Regions from separate parts of the Mus musculus genome. Here regions 1 and 2 are each linked to region 3. A link is a contact called in public HiChIP or PLAC-seq and promoter capture Hi-C data. All regions are on one chromosome and are shown on one strand. Each heading gives the region's core, a stretch centred on a gene start, on an enhancer-like site or on the middle of the called end of the contact. The rest is flanking DNA. Distances are from core to core; before and after follow the strand shown. Region 1 overlaps Ints7 (integrator complex subunit 7). Region 2 has its middle 16 kb from the start of Gm39741. Region 3 holds the start of Traf5 (TNF receptor-associated factor 5).

Region 1 (4,084 bases), core at 1,392-3,891, 480 kb before region 3:
TAGATAATCCTAATATTTATTACAATTAACTAGTAATTTCTTCCTTTGAAATTGAGTAGGAGTAAAATAACTTTACTCTTGAACTTTTTGTTTTGTTGTGTTGTGTTTTTTTTTAAGTTTTTAAGGCTTTCTCTGTGCAGCCCTGGCTGTCCTGGAACTCACTCTGTAGACCAGGCTGGCCTCAAACTCAGAGATCTGCTTATATTCTGCCTCCTGAGTGCTGAGGTCAAAGGTGTGCACTGCCACTGCTTGGCTAAGCTTACTCTTAAACTTAAGCCAATCTTTTTTAAAGGGATGACTTCCTGGTGGTCTTGTCTACCTTAGAGAAGAACTGCCACAGCCCCTAGTTCTACCCAGGGCAATGATACAAACCTGTCATCCCCAGTACCAAGGAGACTGACACATGAGGCAGGAGATGGGAGCCAGCTGGAAACACAGCAAGGCTCCCTTAAACAGCCACAGCACAGCACACTGGTTCCATCTCCTTTGTCCTTTGTTGTGGTCACTGCTACATCTGTTCCCTCAACTCCCGAAGCCATCCATATTTTCTTATTAGCAATTTCTGATCTCATTGGAAAGAAGGGAAAAAAGAAACTGTTGTGAAGTTGTCAGGCTTATGAGTTAGTTCTTAGAGTTTTTATTGATTGATTGATTGATTGATTGATTGATTGATTGATTGGAACGTAATGAATGCTCTGTAACAAAAGTGTGTAGTGGTCTTTCTGTTCTTGTGTGTGACTTAACACTGTTGTAGCCAGCAGCAGAGCTGCTTACTGATAGCTCATGCCATAGAAGCCCTGGTTTTGGATCCTGAATCAGCAAGGTAAGTTGGATGATGCTGCCTTATATAATGTCGGGTGCATTGTTACGGGACCAACGATCGCACCAGGGTTTGAGGAAGAGGGGAAAGGAAAGCTGCTGGGGAGACCTGAGATTGCATTGCATGCAAGCCTTGCCGTACCACTTTGCCAGTTCAGTGTTTGAGAGCTCAGCCTTGCACGGTAGAAAGTCAGTCTCAGCCAAACAGATATTTTTCTTCCACATAGTGTGTCCATTGTAATAGTTTTATTTCTTGTCTTAATGACATTTAAAGTGTTTTACAGAGCCCTGGAGTCAGGCAGATATGACCACAGATGTCTTTTCACTGCTAGCTCAGGGAGTATATTTGTTCTCACTAAGGCATGGGTACGTAAGCTGCAGGCACAACTCCTTCTGCCCAGGCAGCGGAGATAGAATGAGCAGATGACACGTAGTGCCTCACTGAAAGGTTTAAAGGACTTTTAGCACGTATGTGCCTGGTGTGGATTGCCTGCACTGCACACACTTCCAGTGTGTTTAGGACTGCAGAGTTTTGTCTTATCTCTGTCAGAAATGTTTTCAGAGAAGGTGACAGGAAGGAATCTAGGCTAAGCTTTCCTAGCTCTGTCCCAGCAGCTCCCGCTCCGTCCAGTGCTTTTTTTCACTTCCAGGCTTTCCGTTCATAGCATTTCTTCAGCCATCCCCAGGTCTAATGGCATGCTGACCAAGTGATTTGCTAACCTGCTCCCTGTGTTCCATCTGTTACTTATATGATGTCATATCAGTATGTTACCTGCTGGCCCTTTCTCAAGTGTCTTTCCTGTATGGTGACAAATAGCCTTCATGTGAATAGCTAAGAATTATGTCATTTGTAGTCAGATTTGGGTTTGAGTTACAACTTGTGACTTAATAGTTACACAAGTGTAGTCAGATTAATCTTAACAAGCCTCAGTTTCCTTATCTGTAATTGGAAATAACTTCATTTTTTAAAAGATGAGGTGAGAATGTGAGCCATGGTTAGCAAATGCATGGAGGTGATGAAGGTGCTAGGATGGATGAACTGCTGGTCTCTGCTCAGCTTCCAGGAGTATGGGTCCACGGGCGCTGCCCACGCCGACAGTGAGTATGAGAGAAGAATGATGTCCGTGTACAGTCGCGTCCTAGAGGAGGTGGAGTCGCTTAACCGGAAGTATGCCCCAGTTTCCTACATGGCAAGTGGCATTTGTTTGCTAAGTTTTTATAATTTATTATTAGGACTTCATTGTAAAGAACATACAAATTAGAAATATCACACAAAAGCCGGGCGTGGTGGCGCACTCCTTTAATCCCAGCACTTGGGAGGCAGAGGCAGGCAGATTTCTGAGTTCAAGGCCGGCCTGGTCTACAAAGTGAGTTCCAGGACAGCCAGGGCTACACAGAGAAACCCTGTCTCGAAAAAAACCAGAGAAAAAAAAAATCACACAAATGTAGCCAGCCTCTCTCAGCCTGCCAGCACTAAAATAATGACACAGGGACCTCTTCTTATTCCTGAAAGCTTAGGCCTATAGCTTAGGCTTGTCCTCTGCTAGTTTGTATAAGTTAATTAACTCCACGTTTGCCACGTGGCCGGTCACCTCGAATTCACTCTTGGGACTTCCTCGGGTCTGGCTGCGAGTCTCACCCCTCTCAAGTCCTCCCACAGTTCCGATCTCTGCCTGGATGTCCTGAATTTCCTCTCCTGCCTCAGCTACAGACTGCCAGCTCTTTCTTAAACCAATCAGAAAGTGATGGAGAAGAAAGTTTACAAAAGATGATGCCCTTGCTGAGCAATTAAAATAACAATACCAAAGTCCTGGCAGTACTCTACTCTCTGCCGGCACAGAAATCACCATTGTATAATACAAGGACAACCTTCCCTCCACCCCACGCTCTATAATACCGTCAGTAGACTTCTGCACAGTTAGGGTCACCAGCCTCTCCGTTTACCTTTTCACTATGCATTTATCCACCAGAATACCCATGAAAGGATTAAACAACCCCGTCCATGGCAGCACTTAGCCCATCCTGACGGCATGGCCTCTCTCACATATCAAGTCTCACTTCCCCAGGTACAGGCAGCTTTTATCAGGTCCACCTTGTGTAGGTGCAGAGCCAACTTCTTTATTGTATGCTTCTTAAGCAATCAAACTGAAGCTGCAGTAGTTCCTTACTCTAACTCCAAACTAGAGTCACTTTGGGAGCTTTTTAAAAGCCACATCAGTATCCAGTCATCCCTCCCAACTGCCTCCAAAGACAGTTGTCTCTAAGTCTGGAACAGGCCTGGCCCACAGTGATACCAGGAATAAGAGTAGAAGCCGGCCACTCGTACACTGGATCCAGCATTAGAGGTTTCAGCCACATGAGTTCAAATTACTGGAGTGTCTAGGGCACTTTTAAGGCAGTGTTCAGTATACTTAAACATGTTGAATGCATTATAGGCTTACAATATGTGTGATGGGTTTAATCACAGCATAATCCTGCCATTAGACAAGGACAGCATTTTTTTAGAAGCATTCATGTGATTCTATCATGCTGCCAAGGTTAAAAACACAGAATATAAATTTAGTAAATAACTCTAATTTTTTAAAAACCAAAAAATTAAGAAAATAAAATAAGGCAGAGGCAGGCGGATTTCTGAGTTCAATCAAGGCCAGCCTGGTCTACAGAGTGAGACCCGGGACAACCAGGGCTACACAGAGAAACCCTGTCTCGAAAAAAACCAAAAAAATAAAGTAGAAATCTGATTGCAATTTTTAGGTGGGGGTGTGTGATTTGAGACAGGGTTTCTCAGTATAGCCTTGATAATCCTGGCATTTGCTCTGTAAACCAAGCTGGGCTCAAACTCAGAGATCTGTCTGTCTCCTGAGTGTTGGGTTTAAAGGTGCCACTACCAGACAAATTTGGTTTTTTAATTAATTATTTAATTTTTTATGTATGAGTGCTCTGTTGCATGTACATCCATCTGCATGCCAGAAGAGGACATAAGATCCCTTTATGAATGGTTATGAGCCACCATGTGGGTGCTGGGAATTGAACCTGGGTCCTCTGGAACAGCAGCCCCACTGGGATGACTGTTCTGTGCACGTGTGGATGTTGTGCCTTCTGCCAAGTGCCATGGGCTCTTGGAAGCATTTGTTGGCGGTTTTCTCAGCTGACTTCTCTCTCCCACAGCACACAGCATGCCTCTGCAATGCCATCATCGCTCTGCTGAAAGTTCCTCTTTCATTTCAGAGATACTTTTTCCAGAAACTACAGTCTACCAGCATCA
Region 2 (4,355 bases), core at 644-3,143, 460 kb before region 3:
TGTAGTGCTCAGCATAGCTGCCAGGCCCTGATGGATGTTACTTCATGATGAGACGTCTAACGCCTTGTGCTCCCCTCAGTGCCCTCTCCAAATGATGTCAGCCTAAAGTGCCCAGTGGCAGGGAGTCCTGGAGAGGCCACTGCTCAAGGTAGGCACATGAGGCATGAAGAGGGGCTGGGCAGAGAAAAGGCACTGAAGTCAAACATGGGAAAGAGGCGACAATGGGGAAATGCCCCGGGGGAGTCACTTCTCCATCTTCCTCTCCCCCACTTTTCCCCTTGACCTAGTGTGGGGAGTGGGAGTGGAAGGTGGGGGGTGGGGGAGGACAGAACACAGAGCCTCACACAACTAACCTCTGGCACTACCCCTGAGCTATACTCTATTCTTTCTTCACTAAAATAAATTAAGCTGGAGAGGTGGCTCAGGAGTCAAGAGCACTTGTGTTCTTCTAGAGAACTTGAATTTGGTTCCCAGTATCCAGGCATCTCACAACCAGCTATAACTCCAGCTCCAAGGGATCCAACTCCCTCTTCTGGCACATATACAAACACACACACACACACACACACACACACACACACAGAGTCTAAGGATAGAGCTTAGCACACACAAAGGTGTGTGTTTGATCCCCAGCACTGTGTAAACTGGGTGTGAAATGACTGAGGAGATGGAGGCAGGAAGTCGGGAGTCCAGAGTCATTCTTACTGAGTGTGAGGCCACTGTGGGCTGCAAGAGACACTACTCTGAAGCAAGGCTAGTCAGCTAGCTAACTATCTAGCTAAATAAATATCTAGCTAACTAACCAGCTAAATAACTAACAAGCAGGGCCTTTCTTTACCTAATGCCTGTTTTCTAAATCATAGCAGTGTCTGGGTGTGAAGACAGATGAGCCAGACTGGAGTACCGTCTAACACCGTTTACTCCGGCAATCTGACATTTGTCCGTATAGCCACACCAACCCCAGCTCAAGCAGTGCCTGATCAGTCAGTCATGAGCAGGGAGAGCCAGACATGAGTGAGGCCTCCGGCAAATTCAGTAGTGAGGGAGGCCATCACTCAAAGACACTGGTCAGTGACAAATGGTCTTGATGTCCCCACTAAATGATGGGGGAAATGGAGCTGGAAAGGTGACATGGAGACAAACCAGGTTCAGTGTCCCCACAAGCAAAATCTATTAGGTGGTGTCTAAGCTGAGAATGCCATGATTTTACACTCTCTGTACTGAGTTCTCATGAGGGTATAGATTTCCTTCCCTCATAGTATTTCCTTCCTTCCTTTTAGTTTTTTAGTTTTTTGTTTGTTTGTTTTTGTTTTGTTTTGTTTTGTTTTGTTTTTCAAGACAGTGTTTCTCTGAGTAGTCCTAGCTGTCTTGGAACTCACTCTGTAGACCAGGTTGGCCTTGATCCACCTGCAGATCTGCCTGCCTCCTGAGTGCTGGGATTAAAAGTGTGCATCACCACTGCCTGGGGCCCTGATCAAGTTTTCTAATTAGAAATCATGAACAGGAAACTATTCCTAACACAAGCCCTAACTGGGTGCCAGCCTGTGTCACATCTTCAGACCACCTGCCAGACATGGAACGGGAAACAGTCTGAAAGTGAAGCAGGCAGAGGTCAGAGGAAGGAGGGACACGGACTGTGCACCTTTCCCTCAGCACACACAGAGGGGAGGCAGCTGGTGAGGAGGCACAATGAATACAGAAGGCTTGGTACAGGACCCACCTAATTCTATGAGCATTAGTCAGCGTGGAACTGTGGGAACAGAACCTGTGCTCCAGCCAATCAGGTGTTAGGAATTAAGGGATTTAGCGCAAGAATGAGATAGTGCACACCGAGTGAAGCCAGGGATGCAAAGTTCTGAAAAGGGTGGCAAAGAGTTGCAAATATCTTGTGTCATCATGCCCAGCCTGGCTTGGGTCAACATTTCCCAACAGCAAGGCAGGGCAGGCTGTTCTCATGGGCCTCCTTGGGAGGGATGAGATCTGCTGCCTTTTAAGAAGCTCTCAGGGGTGGCTGTGGGGTCACTGTTGATGAGCAGGGTGACAGTCGAGGTGAAAATGTGCAGAAGCTTATGTGTGTCTCTTACCACCTCCTTCCCAGTAACCTAGGCATGCTATCGATGCCTGGCTTCCTACCCATGTCACGTGCTCCTTCGTCGCCTGCTGGCTGTAACCCACAGCCTCACATTTCAGGCAATTTCATAAAATGGAGGCCAGCATAATGAAGAGGACAAGAACAACCTGATGCTCATCAAGGAGACAGGCCATCTGAGTTGGCAGAACTCTGGGTTGGTAGAAATTCTAGTAGGGAGAAAGAGAGACAGATGGACAGACAGACTTGACTTCTAGGAATTTCTGGGAGCTCAGAGAATGAAGGGTTGGTGGGGAAAAAAAATCACAGGACAGTCAGGATAAGGAAGCTGGCATGACAAAAGATCTCCCCTTGTGCCCACATTTGCCTCTTTCTAAAGTTTTGTTTCTTTTTCTCTTCTATTTCCTTTCCGGTTAAGACAGTGTCTCACTGCAGTCTAGGTTGACCTCCGGTTGACAGCAGTTCTCCCAGCTCAGCCTGCTGAGTACTGGGATTTACAGAAGCGAGCGAGCCACCACACCCAGCTCACCAGCTTACTCCTTTTCTCTGAGTACTGAGTGCCTTTTCCTTCCAGAGTCTCGAGCAGCAGCTCTCTGTGGTCAAATTCATACAGCTACTTGACAGAAAAGTGTTTTCCCACAAGCTTTACCAAGAAAAAAAATCCTTGACTTTTCTTTCCTTTGACTCACCTGACCCTTGGCTGAATTCTCACTGTGTCAGGTGAGTGAGGTGCCCCTCATAGCTGTCATGGATGCCCCTGCTACACACCTTGGAAGGAAGAGACCAGGGAACTCTGATCAGCAGCCTCTTCAGAACAATTTGGAAGAGAAAGGAATTTTTCCCAAGGAAGAAAGTGTTGTCCCCCAAAGAGGTCACAGCAATCTTTAGGTACCACCCAACAGCCAGTCCATAGAACTGTTGTGAAAGAAAGAAAACTCCTTACGAGAGGTGATATGAGAGACCTGGAGAGACTGCGATTCATTTGGCCACTGAGTTATTAACAAGGAAGCCCAGGACTCTCCAAGATTATCCCCACTAAATAAATTAGTAGTCTGGCTCACAGAGCACTCAGGAGATTTGAGCTATTATGAATGTGTCTTCCAGCACACAGCCAAACTTTGTTTTCCTGGACAGAAAGAACACACTGGGGCTGGAGAGATTTCTTAGAGGTTAAGTGATGACTTGGAATCTAACAAAACCTCAGCATGAGGTCTGTGTGTCTGTGTGTGTTTAGACTGCTATGGAAGAGAAACAACAGGAAGTAACGTGCCTCTGAGGGTTGGTTTGACATTGGACTAGTGGTGTTTGAGGTACCTTGGATGGGTAGGCGATTTGATTTGTCTCAATCCTTTGTTTTTTCTGGATGGTCTGAAGATGTCTCTCTCAGGTTTCCCACCAAGTCCAGAAGTCCATGGCCACTGGTTCCTAAGTGAATGACTAATGTCACACTGCCATTGGCCTCACCAGCCTGGCTACAGAATTTGGAGGCTGAGCACTGAGTGCACGCAGAGACCCAAGCTCATAAGAACAAGTTAGAAAAATCCATGCTGCACAGAGGCGGCCCTTCAAAAACACATCCAGGGCAAAATAAGCCCATTGGCTCATGTTTAGACCTGGAAGATGCACTAGTCCACAGCTGGGGAACAGCATCCTGTGAACAAGACCCAGATGGAGATCATTCAGCTTTTCAGCAGCAAAGGCCACGCCCTCTTCCCACTAAAGGTCATGCTCTTCCCACTATTGGAGGCACAGTATGCCTCTGAATACTCAGGTTGAGGTCAGCTAGGTGCACAGAGTGAATCCCAAAAATTGTTCAGTAAGTCAGAGGATGGAGACACTTCTCTTTAAGCTCAAGATGGTGGGAAAGATCCCAAGAGGCTGGGATCAATTCAACTCAATTCAATCCAATCCAAATCAAAGGCCTTTAAGGTCATTTCCCTAGAAACCACTCATGGAAATCGAGTATGGGGAGTGTTAGGCATGCTCTTGGGATGCACACAAAGGAGTAGAGGGACATGGGAAGGGATTGGCTTCAGTCAGAGCCAACAAGAGTCTCAGGTGAGTCTCACAGAACAGCTCTTTAGAAGTGTCTCACCTGAGACCAGGGGGTTGAGTCTGGATAAATTCTCATCAGTCAGAGACTGAACACACTTTACCTTCTGGAGATGACATAAAGGTATTTCACCCGTGACTGTGAGCAGTCAATACCTCCAATCAGGTGCAGGAATGAAGGATTCAGTGTTGACGAAGGGGCCATGTCAGTATA
Region 3 (4,369 bases), core at 1,478-3,977:
TGGAGGACCAACCTGCACATCTGGGTACAGGGCACAGCAGCACACGTGCACACTGCATTTGCTAGAGCATCACAGCCAGCTGCCTGCAGATACTAATATGCAAAATATGCTGGGGACTAGAGTTTCTGTCAGGACTAACGAGTATTTTCACTTTTATTTCGAGGTCTGCTACTATTCCACTTCCTCATAAGACAGGGCTTGCCAGAGACCACACATAGGAATTCCTTAAGTACTTTTATCTCAGCAAAGCAATACACCAATGCTGGCCCAATCCTTGGGTGGTGGCAGCAGGTGCCCAGCCCTTGGCATTTTGTTTCTGTCTTATAGAGTGATTCACCTTTCCCTGTCTCTCATGCTGGTAGATATTACACCTGTCACCCCTCCCATTCTGACCAGTCTCTTCAGGAGCACTAGCTCCTGCCCAGAAGAACCCTGGAAGAGCTGCAACCCAGGTGGAGAAAGCACTTAGAGACTGCATCTGTTCCGGTGTCCTCTTCTTCTGGTTTGTTAAGTCTTTAAAACTTCGGCCAGGGGCCAACTCCTCACTGGTTCTCACATCTGTCCAGAGAGTCTTGGCTTCCTCTACTCAACATATACTGGAAAGAACATAGGAGTTGCCTCAGAAGGCTCAGGCTTGGCTGCTGCCCATTCCCTGCTATGAGGTTTTCTGAGTTCTAGCTTGAAATCATGTGGGACCTCTCCCTTCTCTCTGGGAAAGAGAAGCTAGTGTAATGTGATAGGTTATTTATAACCTGCATCTTAATCTGATTCCTGGGATCTAATCAACTCTTACTAACACCCGCCCTCAGTAACTGGGAGGCACACCCCAAATAAACGGAGTGCAGTTCAGCCAACATCTTTTTAGGCTAACCAATGCCAGATTCCAGGCTACCACAAAATCAGACACAGATCCTTCCCCAGTCACTTGGCTGGCTGCGTGGACAGTGTGGCATTGGTTCATACAACGTCAGGGGCAGTTTCCAGCAGAACTTTACCCACATTGCTGGAACAGATGCTCCAGGCACTTAGGGGAATCTGGGTCCTTTTGCTGACCCCTCAGACTAAAGGGGAGGTAGGCAGTTGTGGCTCTCTGAGGAACCAAGCTGACAGTCCTGAAGCAGAAACCTCAGAGTCCCCCGCCTGGCCCAGCAGCAGAGCTCAGGACTGAGTTGACACTAGGTGCTTCCCCTCGACATCTGGGGGATGTGCAAAGCTACCCTGACTCACAAGGGTGTCGTGGGGGACAAAATGAGAGCACATGACATTGAGTGAGGAGCAAATGGACCATAAGGGGCAGCTTCACGTTTAGTGGCTCTTTTTTCTTCAAGGCCCCCCTCAGGAAAGTGGGGATTGTAACTACATAAGGCTGTTTCTCCCCCTAGTCTAACAGGACTGACTCAGAGGCTTTGGCTCCCCAACTTTGCAAGTCACCCTGAGATACCCCAAAAAGGAAAGCTCTTACTCCCAGTGGCTGGGCCCCTATGTCATCCACCCACATCCAGTGGGTTCTCCACTGACGTCGGCCATCCTTGTCCCACACCACCGGCCTTAGCCAGGGACCCTGAGAACGTCACCCTTCTCTGTTGTGGCCCCTTTCCACAGCTAGCCCTACAAGAGACCAGGGAGACTACAGTCCAGAGTCTGGAGACAACCCATTTCCTGAACTCACTACCTTTCCCACCTTCATCTCCCATCCATCTTTCCATCTGTAATTTCTGCCTTTTCTGTTTAAATCAGTTGTCCAAGGTGTCAGGTTTTTATCCAGACTCTCAGTTATGTTAGGATCTCTGGATTGGGGAGGACTCGTTAACCCAGACGTTTGCTGTCTAAAATTATCTCTCACACACCCAGGAAGTTCTATTCTCAGAAATGCTTTAACCAATTTCTTTGCATTTTAAGTATTCCCTAAGACTTTTAAAAAATGTGTATATTCCTGGAAAAGGGAACCGTCCTCTTTGGCCCTAATCTAGTTTTCACACAGCACCTATGCCCGATGTTTATTGCAACAAGCTGGATGCCTTTTTTCACAGGCCATGGAGAGGATTGGGGAGAAGGGAGTCTCTCCTCATTTTACAGACCTTAGCCCACAACTGGACTCCGACGAGCCCCGCGCCTGCCGCAGCGAGATAAACAGAGTTCTCACGAAAGTAAAATAGCCAAATATGGAAAGTCAGCAGACAGAGTGGAGAGGCTGAGGAAGAAAGAAGCCAACCAGAATGGCCCAGAGGGATCCGCAACAAAAGTCCTCAGAACTGTCCTCAGAACTGTAACACCTCACAGTTGGGTGGCAAGGGGGTCAAGCAGTGGTGTGAGGACTGTCTCCGTCCAACCTGCGGTGGGTGCTCACCTCTAGGCGCCCGGGTCTGCTGAAATCTGGAACTCACCTTCTGCAGAGTCGGGTTCTGTTTCCAATCGAGCACGCGCTATAGCACCGGCGCAGGCTCGAGACCCTGGCATTAAGCTCACGTTAACGGGCTGTGCTCACAAGTCTTGCAAAAGTGCCCTCGGCCGGGCGCGGGTGTCCCGCGTCGCCTCAGTTCGCCCGCTACCACACACGCCTCCGGCTCACCACCCTGAGTTGCTTTCGGTTTCTGAGGAGCCGGGACGGTTAGCTCACCCGGACTTCGCCACTTGCGGGGCTCGCGGAGCTCCGCTGGCGCCCTACGGCGGCGGGCACTAGGCTGCTTCGCCTCAGCAGCGGGTTAGGCCAGCTCCAGCGGCGGGCTCCGGGAGGGGCGGGGCTGACGATGGGGGTGTGGTCAGGGTGCCCAAGAGGCAGGGCTGAAGGTGGAGGCGTGGTTATGTCTCCCGAGAGGCAGGGCCGAGGATGGGGGCGTGGTCATGGCGCCCAAGCGGCGGGGCGTGAGGCTTCTGACAGCGGCCAGAAACTCACCTGAGCTGGGCGAAGTATCCCTCTAGATGCTGGGAATCACCCAGACCCTAGAAGCCTAGGCTTCTCTTTCTAGAAACATTAGTATCTTGTGCGCCTTTGAATTGTATATATTTTGCTCTTCAATCAGCCTCCCTCCGACCCCCCAAACCTATTTATTCTTTGAGTAGACACGTTTGCTCAAGATCAGAGATCTGGCTCAAATCACTTCTTCCCTGAACTTGCTGCAGTCCAGTACAAATCTGCCAGTCCTCGTTCTGCTGTTAGCGTAACGTTGACAGTCTCTCTGATGTTCTGTTGTCAAAAGCGTCCCAGTTAGTTCTCCTGGTCTTCAGAGCCACCTGGTGGAGGGTGCCTGAACTATGAGCGTTCTATCTGCGGTCTAGAGAGAACTGAGTGGACCTACCCAAGGCTAGAGCTTGAATTCTTGCCTCCCAAATCCTAGCACAGAGTTGTTACAGTGTATTCGCTCTACAGGTCCACAGTAATTGCAGCCTGTATGAACGAAGTGAACTAGCATCTCAAATCTAACCTCTTCCAAGTCAGACAAACGCGGGAAATACTTAGCTGTCTTGAGCATCAAATGTTCATCACGGAGAGAAGAGAGTACTAGGGCCCTTGCAGTGGACACAGGTATGCATTGGAGCTGGGCAACAGCTGGGAGCGGATGTGGGATCTGGTGGAATAGTCAACAGGATCCCAACACCCAGGTGCAACTCTTTGGTTATCGAGATTAAACCCTCCCGTGGGCATGCTTTGGCCCTCTGGACCAGATTACTCTTGTGAGAACTGAAAGAGACTGAGCCTAAGTCCTCTCCTTCCCTAACCCTCCCAACAATACATCTATTTACCTTACTTTCCACCTTCTTTCACATGACTGCAAGGTGACAGGACCCTATGGATTTAGACACCATAGGAAACAGGCAATATAGACTGGAAAGACCATGTCTGAAATGACTAATGTAGCTATGGTTCTGAAAGAAGCAATCTGTTCTAAATATGAGACCCAAGGTCTTGGTATGATGAAGTCCAAAACTGGGATAGGATAAGTTCTTATTGTGTTCCAAATGGTGGCCACCGGACTCACAGACAGAAGTCTAAATGAGAATAGATAGGACTTTTTTGGTGGGATTGGAGAAGTGTGGTCTCGTACATTTAAATTTTTTTAATTATTTTTTATTTTGCTTGCTTGCATGTCTGTGTACCACGTGTATTCCTGGTGTTTGTGGAGACCAGAAGAGAGACCTGGAGTCACAGACAGTTATTAAGCTTCACATAAATGTTGGGAGTTGAACTCAAGTCCTCTGGAAGAGTAGCCAGTGCTCTTAGTGTTAATATCAGAGTAGTCAGAAGTGAAGGATATGTTCCCAGCTTGTGGTGTTGATCCCAGAGTCAGTCTCTTGTAGCCTAGGCTGGTTCACATTTGCTATGCAGCTGAGGCTCATTCAAACTACTAGCCTTCTTCCCCCATCTCCTGAA

What was found. Promoter capture Hi-C pulls out the DNA fragments that hold promoters and counts their contacts. HiChIP or PLAC-seq counts read pairs in DNA pulled down with a chosen protein or histone mark.
Region 1: a promoter capture Hi-C map of embryonic stem cells shows a contact between it and region 3, with 2.6 times the contacts expected there. The contact joins the enhancer-like site here to the promoter of Traf5 in region 3. A contact is called at or near these places in 5 of 39 promoter capture datasets (the 3T3-L1 cell line, embryonic stem cells, hematopoietic stem and progenitor cells and 1 more), 1 of 484 Hi-C or Micro-C datasets (bone marrow-derived macrophages), 1 of 115 datasets of contacts at active chromatin or transcription factors (embryonic forebrain) and 1 of 9 other capture datasets (macrophages).
Region 2: a contact with region 3 is called in a FOXA1 HiChIP or PLAC-seq map of pancreatic cancer cells. The contact joins the enhancer-like site here to the promoter of Traf5 in region 3. A contact is called at or near these places in 4 of 39 promoter capture datasets (embryonic stem cells, hippocampal neurons and liver), 3 of 115 datasets of contacts at active chromatin or transcription factors (embryonic forebrain, large pre-B cells and pancreatic cancer cells) and 2 of 9 other capture datasets (adipose tissue and embryonic stem cells).

The regions. Positions count from the first base shown.
Region 1 is chr1:191,613,825-191,617,908 of GRCm38.p6, forward strand. It overlaps Ints7 (integrator complex subunit 7), which reads left to right. Exons shown (of 20, transcript NM_178632.6): 16 at 755-823; 17 at 1,877-2,009; 18 at 3,988-4,084. Among named protein-coding and RNA genes, the nearest start is that of Gm39741, 33 kb to the right of the region's middle. Within about 2 kb of position 2,642, at least 5 of the 459 cell types and tissues checked have an H3K27ac peak or open chromatin away from gene starts, as enhancers often do. A contact at or near this core is called in embryonic stem cells, where this site is marked.
Region 2 is chr1:191,631,003-191,635,357 of GRCm38.p6, forward strand. No RefSeq gene overlaps it. Among named protein-coding and RNA genes, the nearest start is that of Gm39741, 16 kb to the right of the region's middle. Within about 2 kb of position 1,894, at least 14 of the 459 cell types and tissues checked have an H3K27ac peak or open chromatin away from gene starts, as enhancers often do. A contact at or near this core is called in adipose tissue, liver and pancreatic cancer cells, where this site is marked.
Region 3 is chr1:192,089,872-192,094,240 of GRCm38.p6, forward strand. It overlaps Traf5 (TNF receptor-associated factor 5), which reads right to left and starts at 2,728. Exons shown (of 14, transcript NM_011633.2): 1 at 2,385-2,728.